Regions from separate parts of the Anser cygnoides genome. Here all the other regions are linked to region 2. A link is a contact called in public Hi-C data. All regions are on one chromosome and are shown on one strand. The core of a region is the stretch at or near the end of the contact, and the rest is flanking DNA. Distances in the headings are between cores, read along the strand shown. Region 1 holds the start of BMP1 (bone morphogenetic protein 1). Region 2 holds the start of LOC106049708 (tumor necrosis factor receptor superfamily member 10A). Region 3 holds the start of XPO7 (exportin 7).

What was found. A called contact is a pair of places that touch in the nucleus more often than the background predicts.
Region 1: a Hi-C map of liver shows a contact between it and region 2, with 2.1 times the contacts expected there. The contact joins the promoter of BMP1 here to the promoter of LOC106049708 in region 2. A contact is called at or near these places in 2 of 7 Hi-C or Micro-C datasets (both in liver).
Region 3: a Hi-C map of liver shows a contact between it and region 2, with 10 times the contacts expected there. The contact joins the promoter of XPO7 here to the promoter of LOC106049708 in region 2. A contact is called at or near these places in 2 of 7 Hi-C or Micro-C datasets (both in liver).

Annotation. Positions count from the first base shown.
Region 1 is chr26:2,188,150-2,191,844 of Taihu_goose_T2T_genome, forward strand. It overlaps BMP1 (bone morphogenetic protein 1), which reads left to right and starts at 1,637. Exons shown (of 19, transcript XM_066983458.1): 1 at 1,637-1,893. The coding sequence starts at 1,755. LOC125179738 (collagen alpha-4(VI) chain-like) reads right to left here and starts at 981. Exons shown (of 32, transcript XM_066983518.1): 1 at 535-981.
Region 2 is chr26:2,448,514-2,452,704 of Taihu_goose_T2T_genome, forward strand. LOC106049708 (tumor necrosis factor receptor superfamily member 10A) reads right to left here and starts at 1,600. Exons shown (of 10, transcript XM_048045781.2): 1 at 1,308-1,600. The coding sequence starts at 1,364.
Region 3 is chr26:2,054,391-2,058,197 of Taihu_goose_T2T_genome, forward strand. It overlaps XPO7 (exportin 7), which reads left to right and starts at 1,253. Exons shown (of 28, transcript XM_066983354.1): 1 at 1,253-1,408. The coding sequence starts at 1,391.

The DNA.
Region 1 (3,695 bases), core at 387-2,886, 260 kb before region 2:
CTCCGTGGGGCACAGCGAGCAGGATGGCACCACGGGGACACCGCCGCGCCCATCGCCCGCCGTGGATGCTCAGCTGGGGACCGTGGCCCCAGCCCATGGCACAGCGATGGGGCAGCACCCAAGGGGGGTCCCCCAAAGCCCCCCCCCAGTACCCCCTGGTCTCGCCACGCAGGGCTCGGGCTGCTTTGCCCCGCGCAGCCCCCACGCACCCCCAGGTGTCCGTGGAGCTCGGGCTCGGCCCGCGGTGGCTCTGGCTGGGTTCGGTGGCCCGTGGGGACCTGGTGGTGACGGGCCCGGCGTGAAATGGCAGGGCTCTGACAGCAGGTGTCACTCACAGACCTCGGCGCACACGCGTGCACACGCGTGCACACGCGCTTGCACACGCGGCCCCATGGCCCAGCCATGGCTGCCTCTCCCCTGCCTCCCCATTTGGGCACCCCAGGGTGCTCGCCCTGCTCTTTGGTGCCCATTTGTTATATCTGGGGTGCTCGCCCTGCTCTTAGGGTGCTCATCCGTCATCCCTGGGGTGCTCACCCCAATCTTTGGGTGCTCATCCATCATCCCCGGGGTGCTCGCCCACTCTTTGAGTGCTCATCCGTCATCATTGGGGTGCTCGCCCTGCTCTTCGGGTGCTCATCCATCACCCCTGGGGTGCTCGCCCACTCTTTGGGTGCCCATCCGTCATCATTGGGGTGCTCGCCCCACTCTTCGGGTGCTCATCCATCACCCCTGGGGTGCTGGCCCCACTTTTTGGGTGCTCACAGGCACCCGGGAAGGGTGCACGGGCTGCAGGAGCTGCCCTCCTCCTCCTGCGCTGGCACGGCTTGGGGGGAAGTGGGCTGTGGGGTGCGGGACAGGGGGGATATGGGGTGCGGGACCAGGGGTGCAGGGCTGGGGGGCCAGGATTGGGAGATGTAGGGCGCAGGGCTGGGGGTGCAGAGCTGGGATTGGGGATGGGGGTGTGCAAAACCAGGACCAGGGGCTACGGGGTGCAGGAGGGGGAGCAGGAGCGGGTGTTTGGGGGGCAGGAGCAGGGCTGGGGGGTGCAGGGCTGGGGCCAGAGGGTGTGGGATGGGGATGGGGGGCACAGGACGGGAGCTGGGGGGCACAGAACTGGGGCTGGGGGGCGCAGGACCGGGGCTGGGGAGCACAGAACCGGGGCGGGGGGGCGCAGAACCGGGGCTGGGGGGCGCAGGACCGGGGCTGGGGAGCACAGAACCGGGGCTGGGGGGCGCAAGACCGGGGCTGGGGGGCGCAGGACCGGGGCTGGGGAGCACAGAACCGGGGCGGGGGGGCGCAGAACCGGGGCTGGGGGGCGCAGGACCGGGGCTGGGGAGCACAGAACCGGGGCTGGGGGGCGCAAGACCGGGCTGGGGGAGCGCAAAACGGCTCCAGGGACCAGGGGCCGGGGGCTGCGGGGGGCAGGAGAGGGGGGCTGCGGGCCGGGTCCCCTCGCAGGCGGCTCAGCCCCGCCGGCCCCCCCCCGCCGCTGGCCCCGCTCCCAGCCCTGCGCCCGGCGGGGCTGCAGGGGCCGAGCTCCGCTCATGAACCCGCCCCCGCCAGATCTCATTTCCCTAAAAAAAAAAAAAAAAAAAAAAAAAAAGCGAAAAAAAAAAGAAAAAAAAAAAGAGGGAGCGAAGAAGGGAAGGAAAGAAGGGAAGAGAGAAGGGATTTTTTTTTTTTTTTTTACAAAAAAAAAAAAAAAAAAGCAAAGCCGCCCGCCTCTCCCCTGCCCGCCCGCTGCCCGCAGAGCCATGGCCGGGCTGCGGAGCTGCGGGCTGCTCCTCTGCCTGCTCCTGGCCCGGGCCATGCACGTCCCCGACTACTCCTACGTGCTGGAGGAGGAGGAGGAGGACGCCGAGCCCCTGGACTACAAGGACCCCTGCAAAGCCGGTAGGGCAGGGGGATGCGCGCCGGGGCGGCCGGAGGGCGCAGACAAAGGGGAGCGCGCGTGGGTGCCGCGGGAGCGTGGGTGGCACGGGGCGAGCGTGGGGTGGCCGCGGGGGAGCGTGGGTGGCCGTGGGTGGCCGTGGGTGGCCGTGGGTGGCCGTCGGTGGCCGTCGGTGGCCGTGGGTGGCTGTCGGTGGCCGTGGGTGGCAGCGGGCGAGCGTGCGCCCCGCGGCTTGGCGTGGGGAAACTCGGAGCCTTGGGGTTGCGCTCCGAGTGGCGAGCGGAGGGGGGAACCCGCTTAGCACCCCGTTTCCTCCGCCCGGCCCCGGCCGTGCCACCAGCTGTCATCGGCCCCCAGCAGCCCCCAGCCCACCCGAGCCCCCAGCTCCCCCCCCCCCGGTGCCAGCGGGGCGCGGGCCGGATCCAGGCGCGGTGCTGGCGCTCGGGAAGCAGCCACGGGGAGTTTTCGGTCCCGGCCGTGCCGCCGCCGTCCCAGGACACCCGGTTCGGCCCCGGAGGTGTTTGTCCCGGGCCGGCCGCTGTCGGTCCCCCCCCCCTCCGTGGGGAGTTCGTTACCTCGGTGCTGGCTCAGGGCATTGCTGAGCTGTTATTCATCGCTTGGAAGCGGCCGGAGGCCCCAGGCTGGGCGCCATGGGGAGACGGTCCCCGGCCGCGAGAGCGAGATAAAGGGGGCGAAAGGACAGGATGGGGGGGGGGGAAACTGAGGCACGGGAGGGGACCCCCCCCAGAGCCGAGAGCAGAGGCGAGGGTTTGCGTCTGGCGGCTCCGGGCTGCAGGATCACGTTTCTCTTTAATGGCATTGTCTGCGCTGGAAGGCGGCTGTTGCTCCAACTCCGTCTCCATGAGGGCTTTTTTTCGGGCCAAAAATCCTTCCCTTCCTGCCCTCCCGGGCTGAAACAGCTCGGCTTGCAAAACCGTCCGGGCAGAGCCGGCTGGAGCCACCGCTCCGCTCCCACCCGGCACCCGGGGGGGGCTTCACCCACCGCCCGACCCGGCCTCCCCGGGGGGGGCTCCCCGCTCCTCGCCCCGCTCCCGCGCACGCCGAGCCCCCCGACCCTTCCCGCTCGCGCTCTCCCCGCCTTCCCCGCCTGCCTTTACGAGCTCCTTATGTGCCTGATTCGATTACGGTGCCTTTGCCCGGGGGGCCCTGGGGGGGGGGATCGGGCACCGCAGGGGCAGGATTTGGGGAGAATTGGGGTGGGCGCCGTGTGCCCCCCTCCCGGCATCCCCGCGGTGTTTTTCCCCCGGGGTTTTGGGCAGCGCCGGAAACAGCTGAGTGCCGAGGCCTTGTCCCGTCAGGGCTGTGGGAAGGGGAAGCACCGGGAGAGGGATTTGGGGTTTTTCTGCACGGCTTACACCAGGGGGATCCTGAGGCCGCTCGTGCCCGCGGCCGCCCCCGGGGCGATGCCGCCCGCTCGGTGCCAGCGGCCGGCCTGTGCCAGCGGCGCGGCCGCTTTGTCCGTTCCTCGGGTGCCAAAACGGGACGGCGAGGAGCCACAGCCTGTGGGGAGGAATTAGCCGTGGCCCTGCTTCCCCAGCCAGCGGGATATCCGGGGTGGGGGGGGTCCAATGCAGGGGTCGCATCCTGCCCGTGGTCCCAGCGGGATGCCCGGGGACGGCACCGGCATCGCTCCCGCCGGAGGAGCTGCTCCGGCTGTGTGTGCTGACCCTACAGGAGCACCAGCCAAACGCATCCAGCCCTGCTGGTCGCACTTGGCTTCTCCCCGGGGACCCCCCCCCAGCACCCACAGAGGAGGGGGGGCAGCTTGGGGGGGACCCGGCTA
Region 2 (4,191 bases), core at 350-2,849:
ATTGGTGACCAGAGGAAGGAACCGTAGCCGCAGGATCGTATGATTATCACGTGAGGCTACCGTCCCCATCGGTCCCCCCTCCTCTTTTTGTTTTTTTAACTTATTTTTAAGTAATAGAAAAAAAAAATAGAAAAGCTGTTAAAACCTGGCCCGTAGGTGCTGGGTTTGGTAAGGCTCGACTTTACCAGGCAAGTCTGAGCGCTGGGAGATGCAGGGAAATATCACCTGCCCCACCTGATTCCCGTAAATGACTTAGAGAAGGGAACGCAGGCAAAGCTGACGCTCCTGGATGCCGTTACGGCAGCGCCGAGCACCGCGGCACGTGAACAGCCACCGCGTGAGGCAAGACCTTCGGTATTTCGGAGCTCGAGCAACACCCCAATTCACCAAGAAATGTGATGCGCGCAGCTGGGCGTTTCTGTCCTAAAGGAGGGCTCGGACACGCTTTGAGCGTGTCAGCCCTGAGTGTCCCCGGCGGACCCCGATGCTATTGAACGTCCCCGGCGATCGCGAGATGCCGACGGCACACAGGGCTTGGAGGCACACAGGGCTTGGAAGCGAAGCTTGTGGAAATCCCCTCCAGCGCGGGCAGCGCTCGCCGTCGGGATCCCCCCCCCCCCATGGGACAAGCCTCCAGCCCCAAGCCGCCCCCCAGCCCGCAGCCCCCCAGCCCAGGCACGTCCCATCCCGGCTCTGTGCCCCGCAGCCTCAGCCCCGCGTGCCCCCGCTCCCCGCAAACCCCAAAACCAGAGGCGGCAGATCCTCCTGCTCCCCTCCTGTGGGGGCCGGGTGAGCCCCCATAACCCCTAGATTGTGGGACCCCCCCCCCACAGCCCCCGCTCCCCACATAGCCCCTTGGCCAGCGGACCCCCCCATAGCCTCTGCTCCCCCAGACCGGGTAAACCCCCCGTAACCCCATCTCCCCCCACAGCCCCTGCCCCGGCTGAACCCCTACCCCTGACCCCCCCCCGACACCCCCCTGCTAAAGGGAACCCCCGATCCTTTACTCTTCCCCCATCACCCCCACCCCCAGGGGAGCCCCCAACCCCTACACCCAAGGGTCCCCCCATTCACACCACCCCCCCTCTATACAAACCAGCCCCCCCCAGCCCCCAAAACGACCCCAATCGCCCCCCACCCCCCCCCTGCCTTTTTTCCCCTATTCCCAAGCCCTGTAGGATCGCGCCCCTCGACGGCGCTGCAAGCCCGGGCATGCCACGGAGGCAGATCCGAGGGTCCCAGGCCCACCCCCCAAATTCCCTTAAATCCCCCCGGGACCCCCCCGCCCCCCCCCGGACCCCACACACCGCCAGCAGCAGGGGGAGGCAGCCCCGGCGGGACGAGAGGCGCAGCGCCGAGCGCATCGTGCGCGGAGCGGGTTAGGAACTAGCGGAGGGCAGCTTCGCCAAAAAAAAAAAAATATATACATATATATATAAAAAAAAAAATCCTCGCAGCCGACTCCCGGGGCCCCCAAAGGTCCACCCCCAAAAAAAAAAATAATAAAAAAATCAGAGCGTGTGTCCCGCAGAGGGACCCGAGCGCTCCTGGTGCTCCGCGCCTGGGCGCCGCTGCTCTGCTGCCCCCGCCCTCGGGGCCGGCCCTTTTCCTGCTGCCCAACCCCTTCCCTCGGGTCCTATCGCTGCTCGCCGGGGAGCTCAGCACCTCTCCCCTCGGGAGAAAGGTGTAAACCCCCGGGAGGTCTCCCCTCAGCCTCCTCCTCCTCCTCTTCTGGACGAAGAAACCCAGGGGACACCAGGCGCCCCCCCACCCGTCCCCTCCCCTCCAGCCCCTTCCCCATCCTTGGGGCGCTGGCGGTTTTATATCTCCGTTATAGCACGGTGCCCAGCTGGGAGGAAAGTTAAAAGCAGAATATTGTTGAGGAGGAGGACGGGGTAGGGACGGAAGGCTGGCGAGGAGCACTGCAAGCACGCTCGAGTGACCTTGCAGCTGGGACCGCGTCAAGGCAGGGGACTTGTAAGAAAGAGAGAGAAAAAGAAAACGTAAAAAGAGATTATATAAATCACGCCTGCCGCTGCTTGTGCTGCCTGCTCGACAAGCAGCACATCTGTGCGTAGATAACCGAGGCGTTTGGTGGGCTTGGGGGCACCCCACAGGGTGCGCTTGAGCCCCCTGCTTTGGCACGGAGATGGAAGAAGCACGGAGAGGATCACAGCACAGAAAAAAAAACCTGCGCCTGCGTCAGCTCGTGGTGAGAGCAGGTGAAAGCAGCAGCACGGAGAGCTCCCAGCGTGGGGTAGCAGTTCCTGCGGCCCCGCTCGGGCGCCACGTTGGGGGCACCCCGGCTGGCGAGGTGTCAAGCGTGACCGCAAAATCATCGAGTCCTTCGTTCAAATCATTTCTGCAAACATTGAGAGGACTGGCCCTACAATGGAGCCCCGGGGAACCCCACTAATGTTAGGCTGCCAGGCTGGTGTAACCCCGTTACAAGAACCCTGTTGGCCTGACCCATCAGCTAATTGTTCGCCCATCTCATAATAATTTTATCTAACTGTATTCTGGTTGTCTTGTCCAGAAGGATATTGTGAGAGACAGTATCGCAAGCTTTGCTGAAATCCAGACAGATTACATCGACTGGCTTCCTTTGATCCACCAGCTGGGTGATCTTGTGAAAAGAAATAAATGTTAGACATGAGCTTCCCCTATTGAACCCACATTGGCTGTTACCAATCGCTGCGTTGTCCCTTAGATGATTTTAAATAACTCCCAGAATAATTTTCTAAATTTTACCAGGCACCAAAGTGAGACTGACTGGCCTGGAATTGCCAGGATCTTCCTTCTTGCCCTTCTTGGAAACTGGGTGCACATTTGCCAGCTTCCAGTCAGCTGGGACCTCTCCGGATTCCCCAGATCATTGAAAAATAATCGGGAGAGGTCCCACAATGACATTAGACATCCCTCTGAGTACCCTGGGATGAATCCCATCAGGCCCCCTGGACTTGTATGGATCCAGGTGGAGCAGCAAATGTGCACAAATTTGGGGTTTATCATTCCTGCAGTCTCGGTCCTCCATCCTAGGGCATTTGGAGTCCCAGGGTCCCTCTTTGGTGTTGAAGACAGAGCCAAAAATTCATTAAATATCTCTGCTTTGTCTATGTCCCTGTTTGTTAGGTGCCCATCCTCATAAAATATCAGAGCGATGTTTGCTCTGGTCCTCCTTTTCCTGATAACTGGGCTGGGCTGGGCTCAGCCCCCGGGCACAGCACGGTTTGGCCCCGGGCACGTCGTGGAGGTGATGGGACGAGAGCTCTGGGCACAGCGAACGGGGCCATATAGTGGTGGGAGGAAGAGGAGGAAGGAAAGGGAGGAAGGAGGAGGACAAGGGCTGGCCCTTGGCACTTCCAAACTCGTGCCACCACCGCTGCAGCACGTTTCAGTACGATGTGTGACAACAGCCTGGTGTGAAAGCTGAGCTGGGCTCACGTTTCACAGCACCTTATTTTTTTACCACGGTTTTCCTTTTTCTTTTCGTGCCCAAACTTCTGGTTTCGAAGCTCCCAGCTCAGGCAGGAGCCGCCGGGAACGCTTCGCTGAGCCTGTGCTCCTCGGTGCTCCTTCGGTTTGCATTTTTCACCATCACATAGCGCCTGTCTCAAGTGAGCAAAGGCACAGGTTTTGTCTCCCAAGGGGGAAGAAAAAGAAAGAAAAGGCTGCACGAACTTTCTGTGTGCCTTCCGTCTGAGCGCGGAAATCCCAGCGCATCGCCTCGGGGAGGGAACAAACAAATATATGGAAAACCTTTGGACTTTCTGCCATTACACAATCGGTTCTCCTGCAGCTGTGTGGATGGGGTGGGAGAAAAACTGCCCCAACATAAGCGAGTTGAGATGGCGACGTGGTGACTTGTTAATTTTTTGCCAGCCTTGAACTCTGGGCTCACCCGTACTGTGAGCGCGTACTGGATTCAGGGCTTGGGGCAGGCTCTCTCCCTAGGAAATGACTCACCCAGGCTGTGGATGAGTAACTCTTGAGCGGCCGATCCTTTTTTAAGCATTGCCCAAGGCACAACAAGTGCAGGTGAGAGCTTGGAAGAAGATGGCAGGGCGGGAACAAGGCTGCTTGGCGGGGAAGCAGCTCGGGGAACTGGGAAAAGCGGGTGAGAGCGGGGCATCGGATGGGACCTGGAGGAAGGCAGCGATGCTCTGCAGGTCCGGATGGATCAGTAGGGCT
Region 3 (3,807 bases), core at 3-2,502, 390 kb before region 2:
GGAGCACTGGGGGCACTGGTGCTGGGTTCTGGTACTGGGCCTGCAGGCAATGGGAGCAGTGGTGTGGGGCACTGGGAGCACTGGTGTTTGGCTCTGGGGGTACTGGGAGCACAGGTGTTGGGCCCTGCAGGCACTGGGAGCACTGGTGCTGTGCACTGGTAGTACTGGGAGCACTGTTGCTGTGCACTGATGGCACTGGGAGCACTGGGAGCTATGGTACTGAGCTCTGCAGGCACTGGGAGACACTGGTGTTGGGCCCTGCAGGCACTGGAGGCACTGGGAGCACTGGTGTTGGGCTCTGGGGGCACTGAAGCTGTGCACTTGGGGCACTGGGAACACTGGGAGCACTGGTGTTGGGCCCTGCAGGCACTGGGAGGCACTGGGAGCACTGGCACTGAGCTCTGCAGACACTGGGAGCACTGGTGTTGGGCCCTGCAGGCACTGGGAGCGCTGGAGGCACTGGGAGAACTGGTCCTGGGCACTGGGAGCACTGGTACTGGGCTCTACATGTACTGGGAGTACTGGGAGCACTGGAGCAGTGCGCTGGTGGCCCTAGGAGCACTGGTGCTCTGCTCTGGGAGCACTGGTGCTGGGCACTGCAGGCACTGGGAGCACTGGTGTTGGGCCCTGCAGGCACTGGGAGCACTGGAGCTGTGCACTGGGAAGCACTGGGAGCACTGGTGGTGGGCACTGGGAACACTGGAGCTGTGCACTGGTGGCACTAGGTGTACTGGGAGCTCTGGAGCTGTGCACTGGGAAGCACTGGGAGCGCTGGTATTGGGCCCTGCAGGCACTGGGAGCACTGGTGTTCGGCTCTGGGGGCACTGGGGACACTGGAGCTGTGTATTGGTGGCACTGGGAGCACTGGCGTTGGGCCCTGCAGGCACTGGGAGCACTGGTGTTCTCCTCTGGGGGCACTGGTGCTGGGCACCGGGAACACTGAAGCTATGTACTGGTGGCACTGGGAGCACTGATACTGGGCTTTGGGGACACTGGGAGCACTGATACTGGGCCTTGGTGACACTGGGGGCACTGGGGCTGTGTACTGGTTACACTGGTGGCACTGGCTCCCCTCAGGCCCCGTCACGGCGCGCAGGCCGCGTCCCCTTTAAGCCCCACCCCCCCACACACCTCAACCCCTCCCCGCGCCGCGCAGCGCCGTGACGTCACGCGGGGCGCAGCGGCAGCGGCGGCAGCAGCAGCGCGCGCGCCGGCTGGGGCGCGGCCGGGCGGCGCGCGCAGGCGCGGCGGGGCGGCGGGGCGGGGCGGCGCGCATGCGCAGCGGCTCCGGCGGCGCTTGGGGGAAGAAGGGGCAGGGGCGGGGGGGGGAGAGGCGGGCGCGCGGCGGGGCCCGGCGGAGGCGGGGGGAGCGGAGCATGAATGGCGCAAGATGGCGGACCATGTGCAGGTGAGGGGGGGCCCGCCCGGCCCCGGGGGGCCGCCCCGGCCCGCCCGGCCTCTCCTCCGGGCCTCGGAGCCTTCCCGGGGCGAGGCCTCGGCCGGCCGCGGGGTTGAAAGGGGGCCCGGGGGGGGGCGGGGAAGGGGCGGCGGGGCGGCGGGGCCTAAGGGGGGGGGGAGGATCTCGTCAGGATCCCCTCAGCACACCCTCAGGATCCCATCAGGATCTCCTCAGCACCTCCTCAACACCCCCTCAACACCCCTGTCAGGATCCCCTCAGCACCCCCCTCAGGATCCCCTCAGCACCCCCCTCAGGATCCCCTCAGGATCCCCTCAGCACCCCCCTCAGGATCCCCTCAGCACCCCCCTCAGGATCCCGTCAGGATCCCCTCAGCACCCCCCTCAGCACCCCCTCAGCACCCCCCTCAGGATCCCCTCAGCACCCCCTCAGGAGCTGCTTCCCCGCTGCTCAGCCCCGTGTGGGGGCGCTGGACACCAGGGTGAGGAGGGGGTCGCTGCGTTACCCCCCATATTTCCCCCCCAGTCCTCCAAATTCCCCTCTTTCCCTTTAAAAACCCGCTCTCCTTTCACTAAAAAAAAAACAAAATTCGTCTCCCTGCCCTCAAAACCCTGCTGCAGGCCTGGGTAAAGCTGCCCTCGCCGCTCCGAAGCCCTGCCTGGCTCTTTGTTAAATATTGGGGTGAGAAAGTGGAAGTTTGGGCTCCGCCATCGCTGGGTCACGGCTCCGGGGGTTAAAGTTTAACGACGGGGGCTCGGGAGATGTTTGGCTCCCAGGGAAAACTTGTTTGCAAGCAGGGGTCAGGCACCTGCAGCCTGGCGCGGTGCCTGTGTGGGACGGGCGGAGGCGGAGGGATCGCTCGGCGTCGTGGCTGGGGGTGCTCTGAGCGCTTTTTATCCTCTTTTTCTTCTCCCCGCCGCAGGTAAAGGCAGCCAGCAGCAGCTCTGAAGAGCCCTCATGTAGCTCCCGGCAGCAAAGAGAGCGCTAGGTTGGCTTCAGAACTGGCTCTGGATCGCTTTGTGGCAGGAGGACGCAGTGGTTTTGTCGATAGGTTAAATTTTTGGGGGGAGAGGTCTTTCCCTCGCGTGAAACTCCGGTCATCTTGGCGTTATTTGAGCGAAGTTGCGCAGGCCGTCAGGCATAATATTCGTTTAACAGATCGGTTGTTGAGTTATCCAGCATCACCAGGAGATGTTGTCCCTCGGTGTGAATAACCGAGGGCTGGTTCTATGGCACGTGCTGTGGGATTTGGTCCTGTTTTAACAGGATCTGGGGCTTGCGGATAAATACAACAGAGTTTAGAAGGTTCCTACAGTCGTGCTGCTGCCCTGTGAGAGCTTTGGTTGGGTTGTGCGTGAAGTCTGGAGTTGTAGCTGTTTGCCAGCACCCGATGGGGCACAAAAACGATATTTGGGACTGGATCTGCGCTGGAGTCGTTCGCAATACGGAGCGCTAGGGTGATGAACTTTTAGGGCTGTACCCAGGGAGAACATCGCGTTCTCGTAGGTCTTTAAAAACTGCAGATTATGCGAAGTCAGAGGGCCCACGCGTGGCGCTGGTGATACCGCGCGATGCCTTCCCGGTGAGCTCCTCTTCCAGGGGAGGCCGCTCGGTGTCTGGAACCGAAGTGGTGCTGGTGCAGGGGCCGCGAGAATCGGGCGATTTTGGGTGGCTGAGAGCTCCTCCAGCCTTGAAGTGAATTGCTGCACGCCGGCTTGTCCGTTTCTCCAAGAACTTACGCGACCTTTTTTTGAATGCATATTTCTGTCGGATCCGGGGCTTGCAAGCGTTGCCTAAACTTGTTCGCAGCAGAAGCAGAGGAAAGCACTGAGGACAGCAGGAGAACTAGCTTCGCGGGCGAATATGAATCCTGTTCCCCTTTCCCCCTCTGCCTTGGAAACCGATTCGTTTCATCTTCCTTCTGCTTTTCTTACCTCTTAGATGTTTTCCAGGCTGTTGCCCTAAAACGGGATGCGCTTGCTGGGAGTGAATATTGCTGTGGGAGAGTGTTCGTTGTAGGGTGGCGATCGGTTCTGTGGCTTTGTGGGTCGGATGTTCCGTTCGTTTTGAATTTTTTTAAAAATACGTAGCTTTGTGCCACTTAAAAATCGTCGTCGCTGCCATGTGGCATGTTGCCTGCTCTTGGTAAGCTGACTCCAGGCTGAACTGAAAGGATTTTGGTGCCCGTGAGATGTAAAAGGACAGGTACTGAGGTGGGTGCTCAAACAGACAAGTAAGAAATCTGGTATCTTAAAGGAAATCACACCTTTTTTTTTTTCCCTTCTTTACCTGATTTTAGGCTCAGGTCAGGGTGTTCCAAATCCCGGAGATTTTCACCAAGCTTTCCTTTTTTTTACCAAGCTGACAGCGCTCTGCTCCCAGCTGGGAAA